Regions from separate parts of the Mus musculus genome. Here all the other regions are linked to region 1. The links are chromatin contacts, called in public HiChIP or PLAC-seq and promoter capture Hi-C maps. All regions are on one chromosome and are shown on one strand. Each heading gives the region's core, a stretch centred on a gene start, on an enhancer-like site or on the middle of the called end of the contact. The rest is flanking DNA. Distances are from core to core; before and after follow the strand shown. Region 1 holds the start of Rassf4 (Ras association (RalGDS/AF-6) domain family member 4). Region 2 holds the start of Tamm41 (TAM41 mitochondrial translocator assembly and maintenance homolog). Region 3 holds the start of Vgll4 (vestigial like family member 4). Region 4 has its middle 35 kb from the start of Gm38884. Region 5 has its middle 20 kb from the start of Fxyd4. Region 6 holds the start of Csgalnact2 (chondroitin sulfate N-acetylgalactosaminyltransferase 2). Region 7 holds the start of Zfp239 (zinc finger protein 239).

What was found. Promoter capture Hi-C pulls out the DNA fragments that hold promoters and counts their contacts. HiChIP or PLAC-seq counts read pairs in DNA pulled down with a chosen protein or histone mark.
Region 2: a contact with region 1 is called in a promoter capture Hi-C map of pre-B cells, with 4 times the contacts expected there. The contact joins the promoter of Tamm41 here to the promoter of Rassf4 in region 1. A contact is called at or near these places in 1 of 39 promoter capture datasets (pre-B cells), 1 of 484 Hi-C or Micro-C datasets (B cells) and 1 of 9 other capture datasets (liver).
Region 3: a promoter capture Hi-C map of pre-B cells shows a contact between it and region 1, with 4 times the contacts expected there. The contact joins the promoter of Vgll4 here to the promoter of Rassf4 in region 1.
Region 4: a contact with region 1 is called in a promoter capture Hi-C map of hippocampal neurons, with 2.5 times the contacts expected there. The contact joins the enhancer-like site here to the promoter of Rassf4 in region 1. A contact is called at or near these places in 6 of 39 promoter capture datasets (the 3T3-L1 cell line, embryonic stem cells, hippocampal neurons and 2 more) and 1 of 115 datasets of contacts at active chromatin or transcription factors (large pre-B cells).
Region 5: an H3K27ac HiChIP or PLAC-seq map of embryonic stem cells shows a contact between it and region 1, with 5 times the contacts expected there. The contact joins the enhancer-like site here to the promoter of Rassf4 in region 1. A contact is called at or near these places in 5 of 39 promoter capture datasets (the 3T3-L1 cell line, hippocampal neurons, liver and 1 more) and 2 of 115 datasets of contacts at active chromatin or transcription factors (embryonic forebrain and embryonic stem cells).
Region 6: a contact with region 1 is called in a promoter capture Hi-C map of pre-B cells, with 2.6 times the contacts expected there. The contact joins the promoter of Csgalnact2 here to the promoter of Rassf4 in region 1. A contact is called at or near these places in 6 of 39 promoter capture datasets (the 3T3-L1 cell line, the C10 cell line, hippocampal neurons and 3 more), 1 of 115 datasets of contacts at active chromatin or transcription factors (bone marrow-derived dendritic cells) and 1 of 9 other capture datasets (adipose tissue).
Region 7: an H3K27ac HiChIP or PLAC-seq map of bone marrow-derived dendritic cells shows a contact between it and region 1, with 6 times the contacts expected there. The contact joins the promoter of Zfp239 here to the promoter of Rassf4 in region 1. A contact is called at or near these places in 7 of 39 promoter capture datasets (the C10 cell line, cranial neural crest, embryonic stem cells and 4 more), 1 of 484 Hi-C or Micro-C datasets (uterus), 7 of 115 datasets of contacts at active chromatin or transcription factors (bone marrow-derived dendritic cells, cardiomyocytes, embryonic stem cells and 4 more) and 2 of 9 other capture datasets (adipose tissue and embryonic stem cells).

Annotation. Positions count from the first base shown.
Region 1 is chr6:116,672,474-116,675,173 of GRCm38.p6, reverse strand. Rassf4 (Ras association (RalGDS/AF-6) domain family member 4) reads left to right here and starts at 1,338. Exons shown (of 11, transcript NM_178045.4): 1 at 1,338-1,450.
Region 2 is chr6:115,036,444-115,039,143 of GRCm38.p6, reverse strand. It overlaps Tamm41 (TAM41 mitochondrial translocator assembly and maintenance homolog), which reads left to right and starts at 1,270. Exons shown (of 8, transcript NM_026894.1): 1 at 1,270-1,494. The coding sequence starts at 1,360.
Region 3 is chr6:114,920,373-114,923,072 of GRCm38.p6, reverse strand. Vgll4 (vestigial like family member 4) reads left to right here and starts at 1,252. Exons shown (of 5, transcript NM_177683.3): 1 at 1,252-1,756. The coding sequence starts at 1,675.
Region 4 is chr6:118,018,531-118,021,230 of GRCm38.p6, reverse strand. It overlaps a transcript of Rasgef1a not described here. Among named protein-coding and RNA genes, the nearest start is that of Gm38884, 35 kb to the right of the region's middle. Within about 2 kb of position 1,395, at least 37 of the 459 cell types and tissues checked have an H3K27ac peak or open chromatin away from gene starts, as enhancers often do. A contact at or near this core is called in hippocampal neurons, where this site is marked.
Region 5 is chr6:117,955,891-117,958,590 of GRCm38.p6, reverse strand. No RefSeq gene overlaps it. Among named protein-coding and RNA genes, the nearest start is that of Fxyd4, 20 kb to the right of the region's middle. Within about 2 kb of position 1,305, at least 13 of the 459 cell types and tissues checked have an H3K27ac peak or open chromatin away from gene starts, as enhancers often do. A contact at or near this core is called in embryonic stem cells, where this site is marked.
Region 6 is chr6:118,137,750-118,140,449 of GRCm38.p6, reverse strand. It overlaps Csgalnact2 (chondroitin sulfate N-acetylgalactosaminyltransferase 2), which reads left to right and starts at 1,310. Exons shown (of 8, transcript NM_030165.3): 1 at 1,310-1,427.
Region 7 is chr6:117,861,590-117,864,289 of GRCm38.p6, reverse strand. It overlaps Zfp239 (zinc finger protein 239), which reads right to left and starts at 1,409. Exons shown (of 4, transcript NM_001001792.2): 1 at 1,148-1,409.

The sequences.
Region 1 (2,700 bases), core at 89-2,588:
AAAACATACAAGGAGGGCTCAGGACACCTGAGGCCTATGTCCCAAGCAAGGTGAGAGAGACAACAAGGTGAACTGGGGCAGAGAGCACGACTCATGCTGGAGAGCCACAGGGAGACTCGCCCTCCCCACCGGCTGTTGACTTCTTCAGTTGCACAGGGGTGAATTGGAGAAGTTGGGAGTTACGGTGGAATTCCGTGCTTTTGGTTTGTCAAAACTTTTCGAAGCACCCAAATAATGAGCTCAGTTCTGATGCTTTCGGGCTGTGGGAAGAAACATGGGTTCCAACAACAGGTCACCAACCACAGGAAACCCTAGTTGGCAGAGAATGGATCACTCTCTAAGAACACGAGTGAAAGCTAAGTTGAAGAGGGACTGCAGGCTGGTCATTTTTAGCCCGCTGCAGGTAGGGAAATAGACAGAGAGTCTGTGACACAGGAAGTAAAGGGCGGAGCACAATCTCTTTGCCATCTCTTCGCCGGCCATAATTGGCACGGTGCGCTGCATTGGGGTCCAGAGACTCTAATGCCGTCTGTTTTCAAATACGTGAGTACCTACACTTTTAGAAGTCCCACTTCATACTCTAAAACGGCCCTGTGACTCTAAGAGGGTTAGAAACCAGGGAATGAGCCGAGCTGAGATGACTTACTTTGCGAGGGAGGGCAAGAGGTCCTGAAGTCAGGACTGGGAACCATGAAATAAAACAGAGTCAACAAAGCTCCCTTGCCTCACAGCCGCCCAGCTTCCCTAAGCTCCCAGCCTATAGCCTGGGGCTCTGCCTCAGCGCTGGCCAATCTCCTCAGAAAACAGCGACCGAGAGAGAGGAAACTAACTTTTTAAATTCACCAGCTCCTATTTTTTAATGTAGCTTTCTGAGAAGCCACAACTTTGCTTGCAGGTGCCACCTGGACAATAAATAAATGTCCCAGACTTCACGCGCGCGAACACACACTCCACCCTCCCTAGGAAGCGCACAGTAGTAGCTGTAGCGCCTGCGCAGAGGTCTTTGTTGAAACCCAAGTATCTGCGTTACCCAGGCTCCCTGGCCTCCGCCTGTGTAGACCGAGGGCCCCTGGGGACCCACTCCTACTGCTTTCTCTTTGCGTCCTGGGGTGCCCTCGAGGATTGGGGACTTAAGTGATGCGCGAAGCGCTTAGTGGTGTCCGTAAAGATCGAACAAGTGAGCAAATGCTCGGGGTCTACTTGAGGGGCATCAGTACCAAGCACCCTAGAAGGAAGAGATGGGCTGATAGGCAAAGCAGTTGACCAGAGAGAAGGGGCGTGTCCAGGGCGGAGAGGGGCGTGTTCGGGGGCGGGAGGAGGTGTGTCTAGGGTGGGCTGGGACGGACTTGATCCCTGCAGCAGATGCAGGGCTCTTGAGTCCGTGCAGGCACAATTCTAGTGCACGCGACCTCTCTTGCTGGTGGCCTCTGGACCGCGCGATGACTGAACGGTGAGTGATGCTCAGACTGCAAAGGTAGTGGGCATCCTTGGAGCACCCTACCTTCGACCCTGGGGCCGCGATCAGGCAGGGCGCTAGAGCCTGAGCACTTGCACCCCCAGCCGCAGTGCGCGAGTCTCCTCCCCCTGCCAGCCTGGCGCACTGCGGGCTTCCAGCCAAGGGCTGAGGGTGGCAAGGCGCCTAACATCTCCTAGATAAGGTACTTTCCGGGCAAAATCTTAGCAGGGCACGTGAATCCAACGGCCGGCTACACTTGTGCTCACCTCATCCTCCTCTCAGCCAGCTTCCTAGAAACACGATCTTAGAGGCGGGAAGAGGGTTTCAGCAAGACCTTAAGATTTTACAGCTGGAAAGCCAACGCTAGGATGATTACTCATCCAGACACTTGTTTCTCCGTCGCTGTTGGTGCGGTGGGCCATAACCAAAGGGCTACACAATATGCCACTCACGTATAGTTTCAGGGCTAAACTCCACCTGTCTCCTGATTCTTTGGGGCCCGTTCTCTTCTTTGAGATCTCCGGCACCTCACTATCTCTCTGGAGCCTGAAGCCCAATGTCGACAGTGTTTATTGTGGATGAAGTCCTAGGGTCATAGTTGTTTAAACTGGTGATGAACTCCAGATTGAAAATAGAAAGGATTTGACAGGGTCATACAATGCAGTCAGGGTAAGCTTTGAGCCCAGACCTTTGGGGAGGCTGGGTTGTTTAACCTAAAAGTATGTCGAAGAAAATGCTTGAAATTGTCTTTATTTATTTATTTATTTACTTACTTACTTACTTACTTATTATTGAGAAACAGACAGATGCACACTCACTCACACACCAGAGAGAGAGAGAGAGAGAGAGAGAGAGAGAGAGAGAGAGAGAGAGAGCGCATGTACATGTGTACCTGTGGGTCATAGTGGCTGTGTGCAAGACAACTCTGTGGCATCAGTCGTTTCTCCCCGTCCGCTTTCCTGTGACTTTTGAGGATTAAACTTAGGTCCTGAGGCTTTGGCAGCAAGCGCTTTACTCATAGAGCCTCCTCACCAGCCCTTGAAACTGTTTAAAAGTAAGCTATCAGCACTAGGAAGTCGCTGCAGGCCTAAAGCTTTTGCTGTTTCCCCAAACTTGTAGTTCCCCGAATCTCCTTCCTGCCTATGGGATTTCCCCTGGGACAAACCCTGAGATAGGATTGGAGCCCTGCCACCCCCTTGCTTGACCTTCGGTAGCGAAGATGGGCTGTGATATAGTCCCCTAGT
Region 2 (2,700 bases), core at 21-2,520, 1.6 Mb after region 1:
CGTGTTCTACCATCTTTCCCCAAGCCTCTGAATAAAGTGTTTAAACAAGCCCCCCCCCAAAAAAAAGAATATGTAAAGACTGTGGGACTTTTAAAGTTATTTAGATCTTGGGGATGAATAAGAATGTAAGGGTTGAGGCTTACTAGTGATGTGTTTGTGTATCAGGTTGACAAGGGGTCAATTGTACTGGCTAGTTTTGTGTCAACTTGACACAGCTGGAGTTATCACAGAGAAAGGAGCTTCAGTTGAGGAAATGCCTCCATGAGATCCAACTGTAAGGCATTTTCTCAATTAGTGATCAAGGGGGAAAGGCCCCTTATTGGTCAGACCATCTCTGGGCTGGTAGTCTTGTATTCTATAAGAGAGCAAACTGAGCAAGCCAGGGGAAGCAAGCCAGTAAAGAACATCCCTCCATGGCCTCTGCATCAGCTCCTGCTTTCTGACCTGCTTGAGCTCCAGTCCTGACTTCCTTGGTGATGAGCAGCAATGTGGAAATGTAAGCTGAATAAACCCTTTCCTCCCCAACTTGCTTCTTGGTCATGATGTTTGTGCAGGAATAGAAACCCTGACTAAGACACCATCCCTGAAGGGGCAAGAAGACTTCTCTGACTCTAAAATTGAATGCAAATGTGAGGGAATATTTATACAATATGTTTCCTTTTATGGAACATTTATTTATTATCAGACTTGAAAAAGACCTTTAACATGAAGAAACCACAGTCAGTTTCTAGCAATCACAATCCCCTGGGCCGGCATGTTTTACATTTCTTTTGTTTTTCTAAATCTTCAAATGCTCCTACAACTTGGCACTAGAGGTGATAGCTCCACAAGGTTGTGAATGAGGTAGTTCATGCTTTCATCTTAGCCCTTTGGAGACAGAGGCAGGTGGATGGCTGTGAGTTCGAGGCCAGCTTTGTCTATATAGCAAATTCCAGGGCTGTTGCACAGTGAAACCCTGTCTGAATGCTTTGAGGCCAGCCTGGTCTACAGAGTTAGTCCAGGACAGACAGGGATACACAGAGAAACCCTATCTCAAAAAAAAAAACAAAAAGCAAAAAGAAAATCAATATAAGGATGATTTAATTAATTAAATGGTTTAATAACCATTCGTAGTTTTAGTGCTACAAAGGATTTGCTAGGCTCTATAGCAGGTTGTCACAGGATAGACATGTAATGTGCTCCTCCGCCGGCTAGAGGGCGCTACGGAGCCTCGGCCTCCCCGCAGGTTGCCAGCTGCCCGCTCTGAAGCGCGCGTGCGTGGAGGGGCGGGACCGGGCGGAAGCGCGGTCCGCACGACCGGGAATTGCGAGCACAGGGTCGGCACAGCACCGTCTGTCCCACCGGCGGGCCAGCCCGCCCATGGCGCTGCAGGCGCTGCACAGCTCGGGCGTGGGCCTGCGCAGGATCCTGGCTCACTTCCCGGAGGACCTGAGTTTGGCCTTCGCCTACGGCTCCGCGGTGTATCGCCAGGCAGGACCCAGTGCCCACCAGGAGGTGAGTCGGAGGCCCCCTAGTTCCCCGACCAGTCCCATGCCTGGCACCTGTTCGCCCTCGCCGTTCCTCGCATGCCTTTCATTCCTGCGGAGCCCGGACACGCCAAGAGCCAATTGTTGAAATGTTCATCCTAGCAAAGTGTCCTTCGGTGTGAGCGGAATTTGGATTTCCCTGGTCAGGGTTGGCTGAAGGCTGCCCTCGAACTCACAGTACTGGAATTAAAAGGCTCGTGTTGTCACGCCAGGCAAATCTATATGTTTACATTTACTTAGTGATTATATAGCAAGCGCACCTGTACTTCTGCGCACACTTGAAGGTCACAGGACGACTTGAGGGAGTTGTTTCTCTCCTTGCACCACGTGGGTCGTGGTAGGTTGAACTCAGTTTATCTGGTTTGGCAGCAAGTGCTATTATATGCCGATCCATCACCAGCCTGAGCTGATAGGATAAGTGAGGCATGAGTAGTCTGTCTCCAATCTAAGTTGGGAGTGATGAGGAAGAGGTGGTGGCATTGCAGAGATGTAGTGGGAAGGGGGAAAAAACAAAGTAGCAGGTCCTACTTAAGTGTTTTCAGCCTTTGTCATTGGAGTTTTCCATAGCTTTTTAGCAATACAAAGACTGGTTTTGTCTGCAGGGATTGATTTCATTGGCCTAGGACTTTAGCAGTGTGTAAAACATCCCAGGTGACTAATTGGAAGCTAACTTTGAAAATCCCATCGAAAGATAAGGAGAAAATACGGAATGATCCGTGGGCTTCAGGAAGTTGATGGACTGGGTGTAGGGCCCAGGCAGGTAGCACATTTATTCAGGTCAGCACATTGAACAGGAATCTAGTTAGGATTGAGGCTTGTTACTCCAGAGTACGGAGTCTCAGTCACTGTACAGTAGGGCATCCTGGGTCTAGCTCCTGGCCAGGTCTTTCTTCCAGTTAAAATTCACCTGGTGTTTCTTGAATTTCTTCTACATCCTACCGATTTTCTCTAACAAATGGGAAAGTATGGATCATGGGCATATGAGAAATTGTGAGCTGTCCAGTTACTTCATATAGATTATCATAATTATACATTTTTTTTTTTACAATCATCCTTCAGTCAGGCATTGTGGTGTACCCACTTGTAATCCCAGCTTTAGGGAGACAGAAACCGGTGGATCCCTGGGGCTTCCTGGCTCCCGGCATACTTGGCAAGCTCCAGGTCAGTAAGAGAC
Region 3 (2,700 bases), core at 3-2,502, 1.8 Mb after region 1:
CTCAGCACTGCTCTGGATTTGAACTTGGAACATTTTTAAAGTTTCCATGATTGGTCACAACCTCCCAGATGAGTTTGGAAAACAGATTTTTAAAAAGTATTTTTTTTTTTTTGTACATTTTTTTTTTCCAATGTCTGTGTGTCATTGCATGCGGTACCCATGGAGGCCAGAAGAGGGAGTCAGGTTCCATGGAAATAGAGTTACAGGTGCTTATGAGTGCTGGGTACTGAACTCAAGTGTTCTGCAAAAGTGGCCAGTGCTCGGAACCACCTCTCCAGCCAGCTCCCCACTCCCCCGTTTGTGTGTGTGTGTGTGTGTGTTTGTGTGTGTGTGTGTGTGTGAGAGAGAGAGAGAGAGAGAGAGAGAGACAGAGACAGAGAGACAGAGAGACAGAGAGAGAGCGAGAGAGAGAGACAGACAGACACAGAGAGAGAGAGAGAGAGAGAGAGAGAGAGAGAGAGAGAGAGAGGGAGGGAGAGAGGGAGAGAGAGACCTGTAGGCCACTCACTTGTCCCCAGATCTGTTTACTCTTCTGAGGACGGATTTGCCTCTGGTGTCCTGTCCATCTGTACAGCTACAGAGTTTAGGAAGGAAGTTACATGTAACATTGACTTTGAAAATGTAAACACTCGGGCTGGAGAGATGGCTCAGCGGTTAAGAGCACTGATTGTTCTTCCAGAGGTCCTGAGTTCAAATCCCAGCAACCACATGGTGGCTCACAACCACCCATAATGAGACCTGAAGACAGCTACAATGTACTTACATATAATAAATAAATAAATAAAATCTTTAAAAAAAAAAAAAAAAAAAAAAAAAAAAGAAAATGTAAACACTCGCTGTGTCCCTGGACTTAATAAACCCATCTTACAAAGAAACAAAGAAACCTTGTACCAAACAGAGCACACCCCTGTGGAAGCCCTGGATTCCCAGCCCTTGCAACGAAGTCACGGAAAGTTAAATTCCCTGTACTTTGCTTCCACAGCAGATTTTCTTTTTTAAACTTTGTGCTTAGCCTCCCCCACAAACAAAACACCCACAAACTTGCTGGGGTTTACTTCCTCGGCCTCTGCCTCTGCCGGCCTCTGGCTCCGGGGAGGAAAGGCTCTCCTCACCCCCTGTGCCTCACTGCCCCCGCCTCTTTCTGCTTCCTGCTAATTCTGCAGCGCCTGGAGCCTGAGCCGAGGCTCCAGTGAGCATGCTCACAGCAGCCCTCTACCCCCTCCCAAAAGCAGAGGAAGCTGGTTTACATACGAGTCATACCAAGCATAGCCCGCATGTCAGTGCAGTCAGCTTGCAGCGGGCTGTGAGGGAGAGTGCCTTTGTCCTGAGAAATGTGCTTTGTGTTTTTCTTTTTTACTGCTTTCTTTTTAAACCCCCAAGACGGGCTCGAGAAGTCTTCTGAAATGATTTTTTAAAGCCGAATAGAAGACACAATCAGACACCTTCCACAAGCCCTTGACGGGTTTTGTTTGAGTCTGATTTTTGTGTGTGTGTGTGTGTGTGTATGATTTTTAAAAACCTTTTACATACTTTGTTTTGATCTCCTGAGGCTGGGCCTCTGTCTTCCTGAAGTTTTAGGAGAGCCTGGAGCTACTCAGCTAAGACTGAATTTTGAAACTTTCTCTTTGGGGGTGAAAGCAAAGAACTGTTTTTCTTTGCTAGCCGGACAGATAAATGCTGTTTATGAAGATGGACCTGTTGAACTACCAATACTTGGACAAGATGAACAACAATATCGGCGTTCTGTGCTATGAAGGTAGATGTTCTAGAATGTACTCTTTGCTTTTGTGATGGCCACTCCTCCTTTGGAGGGGGGCTTTGACTGGCTTATGAACATTTTCTTGTCTTTCTTGTGATGGTGGAGCGAGTGGAAAGAGAGTTGTGTACCATTTCAGGACAGTTCGCTTTTGCCCGGCAGGAGGGTGGCAGCCGGGGAGGGCTGGAGGAGACACGCTGTTAAAAGTTTACTTGTGATGTACTAGCAAGGTCTGACAAGATCGTTACATTATAAGTGATTTTTCTCTTTTGATTTTGTTGGCATTTTATGCATAAGTAGGAATTTACAGAAGTAAGGAGAAGTTAAACATGTGGGTGCTGGAGTAGAGGGGAGGGGCCTTGGGACTTATTTTTAAACGTATCACCGTGTACAGTGTTCGGTGTGGACCCTTGCTCTGAATTTCATGTGGTAGAGGAACAACAGCAGAAAGCCACAGTAAGTTGTTGTTTTCCTGAGCCATTGTCTCAGGCATCAAGGGGTTTTTTTCCTGTGAGGTTTGTGGGACTGGCAGGGCCTGGTGTCAGGGAGCCCAGGCCGGGCTCTTTGTCTGCCGCCCCATTTCCTGTGCAGAGAGCTGACAGTGAGACAGGCTCCCTCCAACCCCAGTCCCTGGCAATTACACCATAAGCAGCCGGAAGGCTGAAGAAAGTGGAAAATACCCCCACCCCTAGATTTGCCCATCACCTCCCCTTCCCCTGGGCACTCCCTGTAGTAAGTTAAGCTTCTCTGGAGAAAACCCCAATCCCATCTTTTGGAATCTTACCTACGTGCGATTTGAGACCAGGGTAATGGGGCTGAGTTGTGGCACTGGCCGGGCAGGGAGAGACCTGGGGCTGCCGGGAGTCTTTCCTGGTGTCTTCCTGCTGTGGGCAGCAGGCTCTGGGGTCTCTCACCTAGTAATCCTAGAGAGTTGTCTGCTTTGT
Region 4 (2,700 bases), core at 146-2,645, 1.3 Mb before region 1:
AGATCAAATCGTCAACTTGAGAAAGAAAGCCATAAGCCCATGAAAAAAAAATCACACGAGACTTTCTCATAGCTGCAGAAAAGACTTCTTGTTGGCTTGAGACCTCTAAATTCACCAGGTTTATACTCAATATGAATGTTTCTAAAACTCCAAGTCAGTTTGAAATAATTGTGCTTGCTACCTATATTTTAAATGTCTGCAAAAATTCAAATGCAAAAAATGAAAAGAATAAATTGGGGAAAGAATTTGAAGCTCATCCTTAAAAGTACCTATTTCCTAATATTCAAAGATCTTACAGCTGGACAGTGGTAGCACACGCCTTTAATCCAGCACTCGGGAGGCAGAGGCAGGCAGATTTCTGAGTTCAAGTCCAGCCTGGTCTACAGAGTGAGTTGCAGGATAGCCAGGGCTGCAGAGAAACCCTGTCTTGAAAAACCAAACAAACAAACAAATAAATATCAGCACACCTCATAATCCCAGCACACAGGAGGCTGAGCAGGAAGATTCTGCATCCCAGACCAGCCTGTGCTACAGAGCAAGGCGGATGCTGTCTAAACAAAACAGACAAACGAGGCCAACAGTCCAGCTGAAGTCTCTGTGCGTGATAAGAACACCAAAAAATACAGGTAAGTTTTTTTTCAGTGCTGGCAATTGAACCCAGGACTTCCCGTGTGCTATATATCCCCGGTCCCAGGAAGGTCTTATAAGAAGGAAAAGATGCCAAATCCAATCCATTGCATGAGTTAACTAAAATTACATGATAACTAAAATTGGAATAAGGTGTATCTCATTAATCAGACTGGCAAGGATAAGGAGCAGAAAAACAGTCCCAGTGTAGATTGAAAAAGGAGTCTGGCTTCGTCCTGGGATGGCAGACGGTTTGCCAAAATCTAGCAACATGACAAATGCACCTTCATGTCACTTAGTCACAAACAAAAAGGCCACTCCACACTCAGAGAGGATGCTCCCAGATGCATCCGCATGAAATCAAGACACATAACCCTAACGGCCTCATAAAATAAAATACCACGTAAAATGGTGTGCCTGGTTGCTGGGTACGCAAGCCAAGAATGTCCGGGGGGGGGGGGGCTTTGAAACACAAGGGCAGCCTGGAGACAGGGAAAATCTACTTCCACAGGAACCCACGTTACTTTCTGAAGGCTATTAAAATAAATGCGGAACTGCGATTTGTACCCTGAGGAGGAACAAGGGTCTGCACTCTCAGACCGTCTTTGCACTGATCAGTACTCAGACCCTGAGAAAGCTGCTCCCCTCCAACCCTTCCATCTGAGGGTCGAGGATCAGCTGGTCTGTGGCTTCCCTCCCTCTGCTTCCCTGTTCCTTCCAGACTGCCTCTTCCATCAGTTTGAGGGGTGAGGCATAGGGAAGGAAGCTTCGCTGGTCTGTTTCCATGGCAACAGAAGGAACAAGAGGCAAGAAACTCAGGCCAAGCCCGCTCTGCTCCATCGTCCCCGAATGCCGAGCTATTTCCCCTTTGGTACTGGAGTACAGGAAGATCCAGGGTTGGCTTCACCAACCCTCTAGCTCTCCACCCCAGGGATCGATCTTGAGGGCTCCTGTCTAGACCAGCATGGTTGCCTTACTGAAGAGTAACAGGAATCCTCTGGCTTCAGAGCAGTCAGCCTAGACCTGGATTCTCACCTTAAGACCAGCCTGGCACCCTGGGCCTGGCCAACCCAAGTCCCATGACAGTTCCTGTCAGATCGTCTCCAGGCACTTGGCTCTCCTGAGATTGTATTGGCAGGCAGTCTCTACCCCAGCACCAGTAACTCAGAGGACACTCCCAGGGCTTATCCTCAGATGTTATTGCATTTCACACACACACACACACACACACACACACACACACACACACACACACACACACACACACACACACACACACAAACACACACACACCATTATCCCAAGAAGACCTGAGCTCACTTCACAGATGTGAAAATTGAGGTTGAGAAGCACAAAGATAAACCAAACGCCTTATAGGATATTGGCGGCAGGACTGGGGCTGAAACTAAATGATTCTTTCTCTGTTTGTGGCTAAGATTCCTGTTCCTGCCTTCCCCCATTCCAACTCAGCTCCCAGGAGACACAGGGGTGCCAGTCTGTTCCACACTGTTCTCTGGGAAGCAGCTTTGCGCCCCATACCCCAAAGACAGGCAGCTCCCACAGGTATGTGGGGGCAGATGTCCAGGGCAAGGGGAAGCAAAGACAGGGAGCAGAGCTAGCTAGCCAAGTGTGCACCCACCCACAGACACACCCACGTGCCACAATCACAGGTCTGACTGTTCCTTAGCAAGGCCCTCCTCAAACCAAGCAGATATTAGAATGCTTTTATGGCTCTGTTGCCAGGATCTAAGGATCACACTTCCCTCTAGCATCTCCCACCATCCCCCTGTCTCCTCCACACTGTTGCCACCTCCACCATCGCAGCTACTGCCTCCGCCGCCACTTCCTCCTCTGTCACCACACCCACACCCATCAACACCGTCATCACCAAATGCTTTCACCATTACCATAACTACCATCACCACCACCACCATCACCAACACCTCTGCTATCATTCCTCCCATCAGCACCATGGTCTCTTCCACTCCCACCCCCACCACTGCCACTGACACCTCCATCACCCCCTCCGCTGCCACCATCACAACTTCAAGTTTACTATGCTTAGAAATAGCC
Region 5 (2,700 bases), core at 56-2,555, 1.3 Mb before region 1:
GAGAACGCCATCAAATTACCCTCTGACCTTAAGTTTGTTGTACTCCACATGCTTAATTAATTAAATGTAAACAACAAAAAATTAACAAAGAACTATAGTACTTATTCATTACCACCTCTCTCTCTGGGGGGGGGGGAGGGAGAAGGGCAGGGGTAGAGGGGGAGGGGGATGGAGAGGGAGGGTTTTACACGGAACTCACTGTGCAGTCCACGGCCCTGGCCTTGCAGGCATGAACACCAAGACAGGCTCTTCACTGCAGTTTCTACACAAACAGGTCTCTTGACCGTCAACTTGAAGTAGGTGATACTCCAGACCCTGCCTCTCTTCAGAATTAATGTATTCTGAAAACTACATGTAGATAAGGAAGTCTAGGGAATGGTACTTGGAAGGAAAGACACTGCTCTGAAATAAGAAAGCTTTTTCACAGCTGGGCATGGTGGTACAGCTGGGCATGGTGGCCTTCAATCCTAGCACTGGAGAGGCAGGGCGATCTCTGAGGCTGGGTCTACACAGAGTTCCAGGACAGCCAGGGCAACAAAGAGAAACCCTGAGTCACAAGCTCTAGAACAAATTCTGTTCTATAACACAGTGGCAGAGCACACGCAGGAGGCACTAGGCCCAATCCCCAGACAGACAGACAGACAGACACACACACACACACACACACACACACACAGTTCCAGGCTAACCTAACACACACACAGAGCTCCCCTTGCCTTGACATGAGCCTTTAATCCCACATTCTGCTCAAAAATCAGGAGTTTTTTGTTTTATTTTGTGTTTAAGGAAAAAAAATGAGTTTAAAACGTTTGTAAATCGGAGGCTGCAGGTATGGGGCGGGCGGCTCATTGGTAAAGCACAATCTTGGCTCTGGGATTAATTGCAAGCACAGATGATAACTAAAGTAAACAGAAATTAAAACTAAAGAAAGAGAAGGCAGAGGAGGACAGTAGAGCCTGGCTGGGCCCTCTCCACACACACCCCACCCCCCCCACCCCCACACCCCCCCTCCCCCCCCCGCCCTCCAGGGTGGGACAGTGCTTATGCTAATCAGGCCATTCCCGAGAGACTCCAGTTTTACAAGCCACGTTCGATTCCATTCTGAATGCAAAATGTGGAGGCCCAAAGATCCTGGGTCTGGTTGTGCAGATTGAAACTGCAACCTATCTAGTGCCAACCATGAGACACGGACTGAAAGCAGCGGTCTTCCATCTGCGCGGGAGAGGTACCACAGGCACACAGCAGGGCGCTTTGCAATCCGTGAGCACATTTCAACCTTATCAGAGAAACCAGGCCCAGCACATCAGGCCAGTGAAGAGTGTAGCGCCCTCACATGGACTCGCAAGAGGAGGCTTACCTGACACCTACCCACCTGTAATCTGCTATCTGATGTGTGGAGGGAGTGACAGACAGAAACTCACCATTGCCTTTGGAGCGTTAGCCTGAGGTTGTCCCTCCCCACCCATCTGGCCCCGGTCCTTGCTTCTGAGACTTGGTCGGCCTCTGCCAATCGCAGCTGCTTTCCAGGTGACCTGGTAGTCCCTTATCTACCCACTGACAGTCCTTAGCTAGTCAGATGCCAGCAAGCTTGGAGACCATTGAGAATGAATTCCCTCCCCAGCTCTGGTATCCCTGGCAACACACTAATTTTTGAGGAAGGAGGAAGTATCATAATTGCCCTGACTTAGAACTTGAAATTCCATGGTCATTCATCGGTGACCCCTTTTACAAATGGCTTGCTCAGGGATTAGATAATTCCTTTTGATAAGAAACGGCCAGGGTTTCCCTTGGCCAGGCGAGGCCCAGGATTTTAAAGAGTAAGTTGTATTTCACAGCCTCACAAGGACAGTCTGAAGCCAGGTCAAAGAAGCAGGAGGTGTTAAGGAGCCAGGACCCATAGCGATCCCCTTTTAAAGAGCTATGTACTTGGACACCCCAGAAGCCCCTTCCACAATGCAGGGCTGACAGACACTCCCTGCTAAACCCACAACAGCCTTTTCTCTTTCCAACCCCACCCCCCCCCCCCAGCGAGCAACAATATCTGCCTAAACACCCCCTTTCTCATTACAAGGAAACCTTTCCCTCAACCCTCCCCACACACAACAAGACTTCCATTGCTGAGTCTGCCTGCTTCCTTGGCTCCTAACTCAAAAGCCATGACTTCTTTCCTTCTCTCTTTTTATTGTTTGAGACAAGGTCATGTGTAACCCTGGCTGGCCTCAGCCTCACTGTGCAGTCGTGAACGATAACCCTGAACTTCTGATCTTCCCGCCTCTGCCTCCTGAATGTTGGATCCGACTTGCACCACTCCTTAGGGACTTGTACAGTGTGTACCAAGGAGCCACGTTACCCATCATCCTTAAGAAGCCAATTTTAAAAGCCCAATTCTGTAAAAAGCAGGAAGTGAGGACACACTGGGGAAAGGGCCGGAGCTGCAGTGACCCACTCCAGGCTGTCCTAACGTGAGATTACAGTTTAAACAGAGGGCCTGGGATACCCACACCTCAGCACTCCAGCTCAAGCTGCACCCACCATTAACACCTCATTGTCTGGGCTCCAGTCTCATTCTGCAAGGTTGTTGGACGAGCAGTTAGGACTGTGAGAAATCTCTTTCCAGTAAGGGAAGTTTCCCTTCGGCTGGCACCTTTTCCTTTTTCCAACATGAGATTCCTGGAGAAAGTCCCATTGCGTGGAGTGTTC
Region 6 (2,700 bases), core at 61-2,560, 1.5 Mb before region 1:
GTGGACTTTCTTTTTGTTTGAGATAAGGGCTCAATGTATATCCCAGGCTGCCCTGGAACTTACTAAGTAATCCAGGAAGGCCTGAAAAATATCATTTTTCTGTCTCAGCCTCATGAGTGCTAGGACTATAGGCAGATGTCACACCTGGCTTCTGGGGACTTCTCAGAAACTGTTAATGAAATGTCAAGTGTAACGTAGGCACACAGTAGATGTGGGCTTGGACTAACAGTGCCAAAGCTGGAGTCTGGCATCGTGGCTCGCTAAGATTTCAGTGAGGTGCCATTTATATCTACTTTATTAATACATTAGAGAATTTTTGCCTTATCTTGGAAATTTAGCAGTGCTGGGCACTTAACCATTTGCTAAAGGTCCCCATGTTCCAAGTCTCCTAGGAGAGAATTCTCCTGCCTCCCTGCACTCATACTTAGGACTGTGGCTGGTAGACAGCAGGCAGCTAACCCACGTGGACTGTCTTTTGTGATTGTACTAGAGAAGATGGATGTCTGAGGGGACTTCAAGGTGCGTCCTAAAGAAGCAGCTGTCCAAGGGAGACACTTTGTTCCTGACCACAGCTGGCTCTATTGGCTGACAGTTGTTGAGATATCTTCTGCCCAGATGTTCTCCTCTAATGCCACAAGGGAAATCCTGAAAACTTTAACGGTCTGGATCACCTACTTCTAAGATAGGCTTGCTGACTGCATATCCAGTCTCTTTCCAACTTTGCCAGTGTGTGCTTTTCTGAAAAGGCTAGACTTCACACACACACACACACACACACACACACACACACACACACACACGGTACTTTACATGCAGCAAATGGAATTATTTATTTTAAGTAAAAACACGTAAGGACCTCTTCAGTGTTCAGTACCGATCTTCCCTGAGCAGAAGGCATGTTGGCTATCCTCAGCCTCCCCGCTAGTCAGCTCTGCCAGGTTAGCACTTATGTGACGATTAGCCACATGCGTGTCTAGTTAAGTGTCTCTAAGGCATGATGTTCCCAGGCTATTTATCCCACAGGGCTTGAGCACCCATCTCAGTTGTTGTTTGTTTGTTTGTTTTTAGATGAATCAACTGTCATCTGTGGAGCTTTCTGTGCAGGGCACAGGACAGAAGAGGGAGGAATAGGCGTGTCCTAGCTGGAAAGAGAAAGGCCTGGCCCTGGAGGGCGGGACTTGGCAGTGTGGAGGGCGGAGCCCGGCTGCGGTGGGCTGGGTCTGGCCCTGGAGGGCGGAGTCTGGCTGTGGAGGGCGGGGCCTGACCGCGGAGGCGGGCGCGCCACAGCAACCCAGCCTCATTTCCCTCATTTCCTCGCGCGCGCCGGAAGTGGCGGTGCTCCGCGGCGGCGCGCCGGGCCGGCCCCGCGCAGGGCGCTGGCCAGGTGTGCAGGTCCCCAGAGGCGGCGACGCTGAGCGGCGGGCGCGGTGAGTACCGCCGTGTCCTGCCGCGCCTCTGGGCAGCGGCCGGTCCCCTCGGACGAGCCCTCCGGGACGCCGCTGGGCGCGGCGCTTCCTTGACGCGCCCTCCCGAGGCTGGTCCCGTTTTGGAGACCGCTGCTGCCAGGGACCGCTGGTTTGCGTGTCAGGTTTTTTTTTTAACCTCCTCGTCATCATCTCTGCTGAGTGGCTAAACTTTTTACTGTGGGGTTGAACGCGCCCACTGGCAGCAGCCCTCCTGCCTCTGACAAAACGCTCCCCTTTAAAAGATGCTCTTGGAGTAGGAATTGATGATCGCCGGAACCTGGATAAAAACCAAAAACGGAGAACTGTCAGAAGGACCAGATAGTTTAGAAAATTCCTGCATTTCTGAGCAACTGGCTGGGTAATTTGTCAAATACCACAGCGGTACTTGTGTTTGTGATGATGACATTGGCGGCATGACAGTTTGGTTACAAATCTAACGCTTTTCTTCTTAAGTCCTCATTAAATCTGAAGGTGTGCTTTAGCTTGTTTTTGAAATGTACATGCAGTGTCCTGACAGTTCATGCCACTGAAGGCCCCTGGGCCTTTAATACCTTGGGGATTAATGCCATCTCTTAAAGGTGCATTTAAAAAAGCACCTCTGATTTCCGAAGTAATAAAAAGGTGTTTTATGGCATAATATTCGGGAATATTTGCTACTATCTTTTTTAAATTATGTGACTAAAAGAATATAAAAAGGGTGTTGTGTTTTCAGTATATGAGGCTTAGAAGTGTTGATATTAAACAACCAGCTTTAGTTTCAGATAATTAAGAAATTACTGTTTATCCATCTACACTCCTTTTGTAGTGGTATAAAATATAAAAAAACGTCAACAAATGCATGAAAATGAACTGTCTGTGAATCATTACATGCTTCTTACCTTGTCTGCTGCTACACACATCAGATTTTAATTGTACAACATTCCCATAGTGCTCTGCTTCTTCCAAATAGGTTACCCCTGCTTCCCCATTAAGAGTTCTGACTTCTTTCATCAGCCATTAGTTTGGACTATTTTAAGCTTCATGTTAATGGAGTTAATATATAGTATTCTCAGAATATTGCTGTGGAAGTCACTGTTCGTGTTTTTTGATATGATATCATTCATATCATGGTATGGTGTTGATAATTCTTTCTTATAGTGTAATGTGCCATTCTGTGATGTGATTGTTCTTCTGTTCATGAATGTGTGCTTCCAGATTTGTGTATTATTTGTTTTAGGTTTTAGGGGTGTTATAA
Region 7 (2,700 bases), core at 160-2,659, 1.2 Mb before region 1:
GTGATATTGGGATCCAGGTCTTTCCCACATGAGGTGAACCAAACTCTGTTTCATAGGTCCAAAACTGAGTCAAGTAATGACAGACTAAAACGATGGAACTTTGAGCAGACAAATCTTTGCTCTTTACAAACTCATTACCCAAGATATTTTGGTCTTAACAACGAAGAGTAACTCGTGGAACATACACCGAGTGAAATGTACGATAGGAGAGCCGACTTCCAGACTACAGGGAGAAAATGCTCCATAGAGCCTTTCAGAAGAGCTTGGTTGGATGTTTTGAGTACTTCACAAGGTGGCAAGGCAGTGTAGTGAGAATTAACATAGAACTTCCGGGTCAGCAGACCCAATGCTGAACCAGTTGATACCGTTTGCTAGATACATATTGTAAGGTCCCAAATGCTCTCGTTCCCTTGTATAAAATACCAATCTCACAATGAAGCTTGGCAATAAAGAGAAAGACCACAAGGACCTCACTCTAGGCAAATACTCAATGCTGATTTCCTAGTTTGTTCTAAGAAAGAAAAGCTGTATCTAGCTCAGAGATGAGGCATTTTTGGTGAAAGAAACTGCAAGTCACCTGAAGCATGGTCATATTTTCAGGGAGGGGCAGATTCTGCCTAGGGTAGTTCTGACATGCCCATCTCCTCAGACCAACCTATTTCAATACTGAAGTTCTGGAGTGGGTGTTCTCAGGTTCTGTGCATCTTCTCACTGCGTGCATTACAGCTACCCAGTATCCCTTGCCAGACCGTCCTCTCAGAAATCTGACTGGTTTCTAGGTCGCAGAGGGGAGGGCTGTGCAGCGGAAACCTTAGTACTCTTAGGGGTCTCTTCTAGGAGCCTCTCTCATGGTCTCCTGATGTCCAGCAACATCATCATTGGACCCACCCAGGTCAGAACTTGGTCAAGCAAGAGGAGGGTGTCTACGGAGCTGCGGTTTGCTCTGCTGCAGGGGCCTGGCCCTCCGTGAGGGTGGCCTGGTGCACGGGGTGTTACTGGGGGTTTGGGGGTTACCGTGGCTGCTAGCACGTGGGATCGCAGCCGCAAGGAGCCTTCCCAGCCTCGGAGCCTGGCTCCGAGTGGTAATGCCCCCTAGTTTGGACCAGGACACCGCTGCCCACCCCTGGGGCAGCCCAGCTCTGCTCACCTCTTGTAGGTAGAACCCACACCTGGTAACGCAGGACTCCCGAGCATCATCGAGGATTCGAACTACAAGTCCCAGAAGGCTGCGGGCAGGAAAGCGCTACTTCCGAGCTCACTTCCGGCGACGATGGGCTCACTCTTGTGAGCCCCCAGTTTGAGGTTGTGGTTGGCCCTGAATAGTTCAAGTTGTTGTGCACTCTTTTCGTTGCAGACACATACAGTTTTAAAATACTCCCCCAAGGTGTCTTTTACTTGTTATGATGATGCTAGAGGGTAAAAAATCATTATAAAATTGTCTTCAGCCTTAAAAATATTCTGAAGCTGTTAATAACCACTTTAAGTGAATAGTGTGGTATATGTATTCACAGCATGTAATCTCATCACTAGGGCCGAGGAAGGAGGTTTGTGAGTTCGAGAAGCCCGTGTCGAAATTTAAAAAAGAAAGAAAAGAATCGATCACTGGTTACTCCATGCTCTTATCTTTGGAGTACAGTCTCCAGATATTTATTGCGCAGGTCACCAACGCCTGTAATTCTAACTCCAGTGATCCCTACACCCTCTTCTGGACTCAGGCGCCTGTGTTCATGTACAATGTGTTCATGTGTACAAACCTACACACACACAAACTTAAAAACAGAATATTTTTAAGAATCAACAATAATGTATTTGGATATAAAGAACTAAAAACTGGATCATAAGGTTGACTTAATAGATCAGTGAACTTCCAAACCCAAAAAATAATTTTAATCATAAAATAGCCACCCCTCCAGAAATTGATGCCATTAAATCTGAAAGAAAATGTCAACGAAATTCTAAGGAATCAATAGTATTAAATGTCGCTAAGTTTCACTTACCAACAGGATTTCAGAGTGTTTTCTGAGTGTGCAGTCGTCTCCCAAAAGGATCTCTAGGTAAACCTGTGACATTAACATCCAATCTGTAGCCCACATGGTCCCCAGGAACGTTGTGAAAGCCCATCACAAAACTCTTAAACCTCAGACTTGAGACTTCTTTTTACAAATATCTTTTGTTCATATATTTCCCTCTGTGTGTGTAAGCCCTTCCCCCGTGGGTGTGGCCATCCGAGGACAACTTGCAGGAGTCACCTCCTTCCTTCTTCTCCGTGGATCCTGGGGATTGATCGCAGTCTGGCAGGATTGGCTGACAGGCACCCTAACCAGAACAGCCCGATTGTTCTTCTGAATGTGGCCTTTGTAAAGGACAGTGGTGTGTCACAGAAGGTTGGACACACTGTTTTGTTTTGTTTTATAAAGATTTAATTATTTATTATAGGATTACACTGTAGCTATCTTCAGACACTCTAGAAGAGGGATTCAGATCTCATTATGGATGGTTGTGAGTCACCATGTGGTTGCTGGGAATTAAACCTTTGGAAGAGCAGTCAGTGCTCTTAACTACTAAGCCATCTCTCCAGGTCCCTGGACACACTGTTAACAGTTACCAGAGTACTGAACTTTGTTCTGCCCAGAGGGTCTTAGGTATTTCATAGCAGAAACTAGTAACAGAATGGGGCTAGGAAAGGCCGATCGTTTTAAA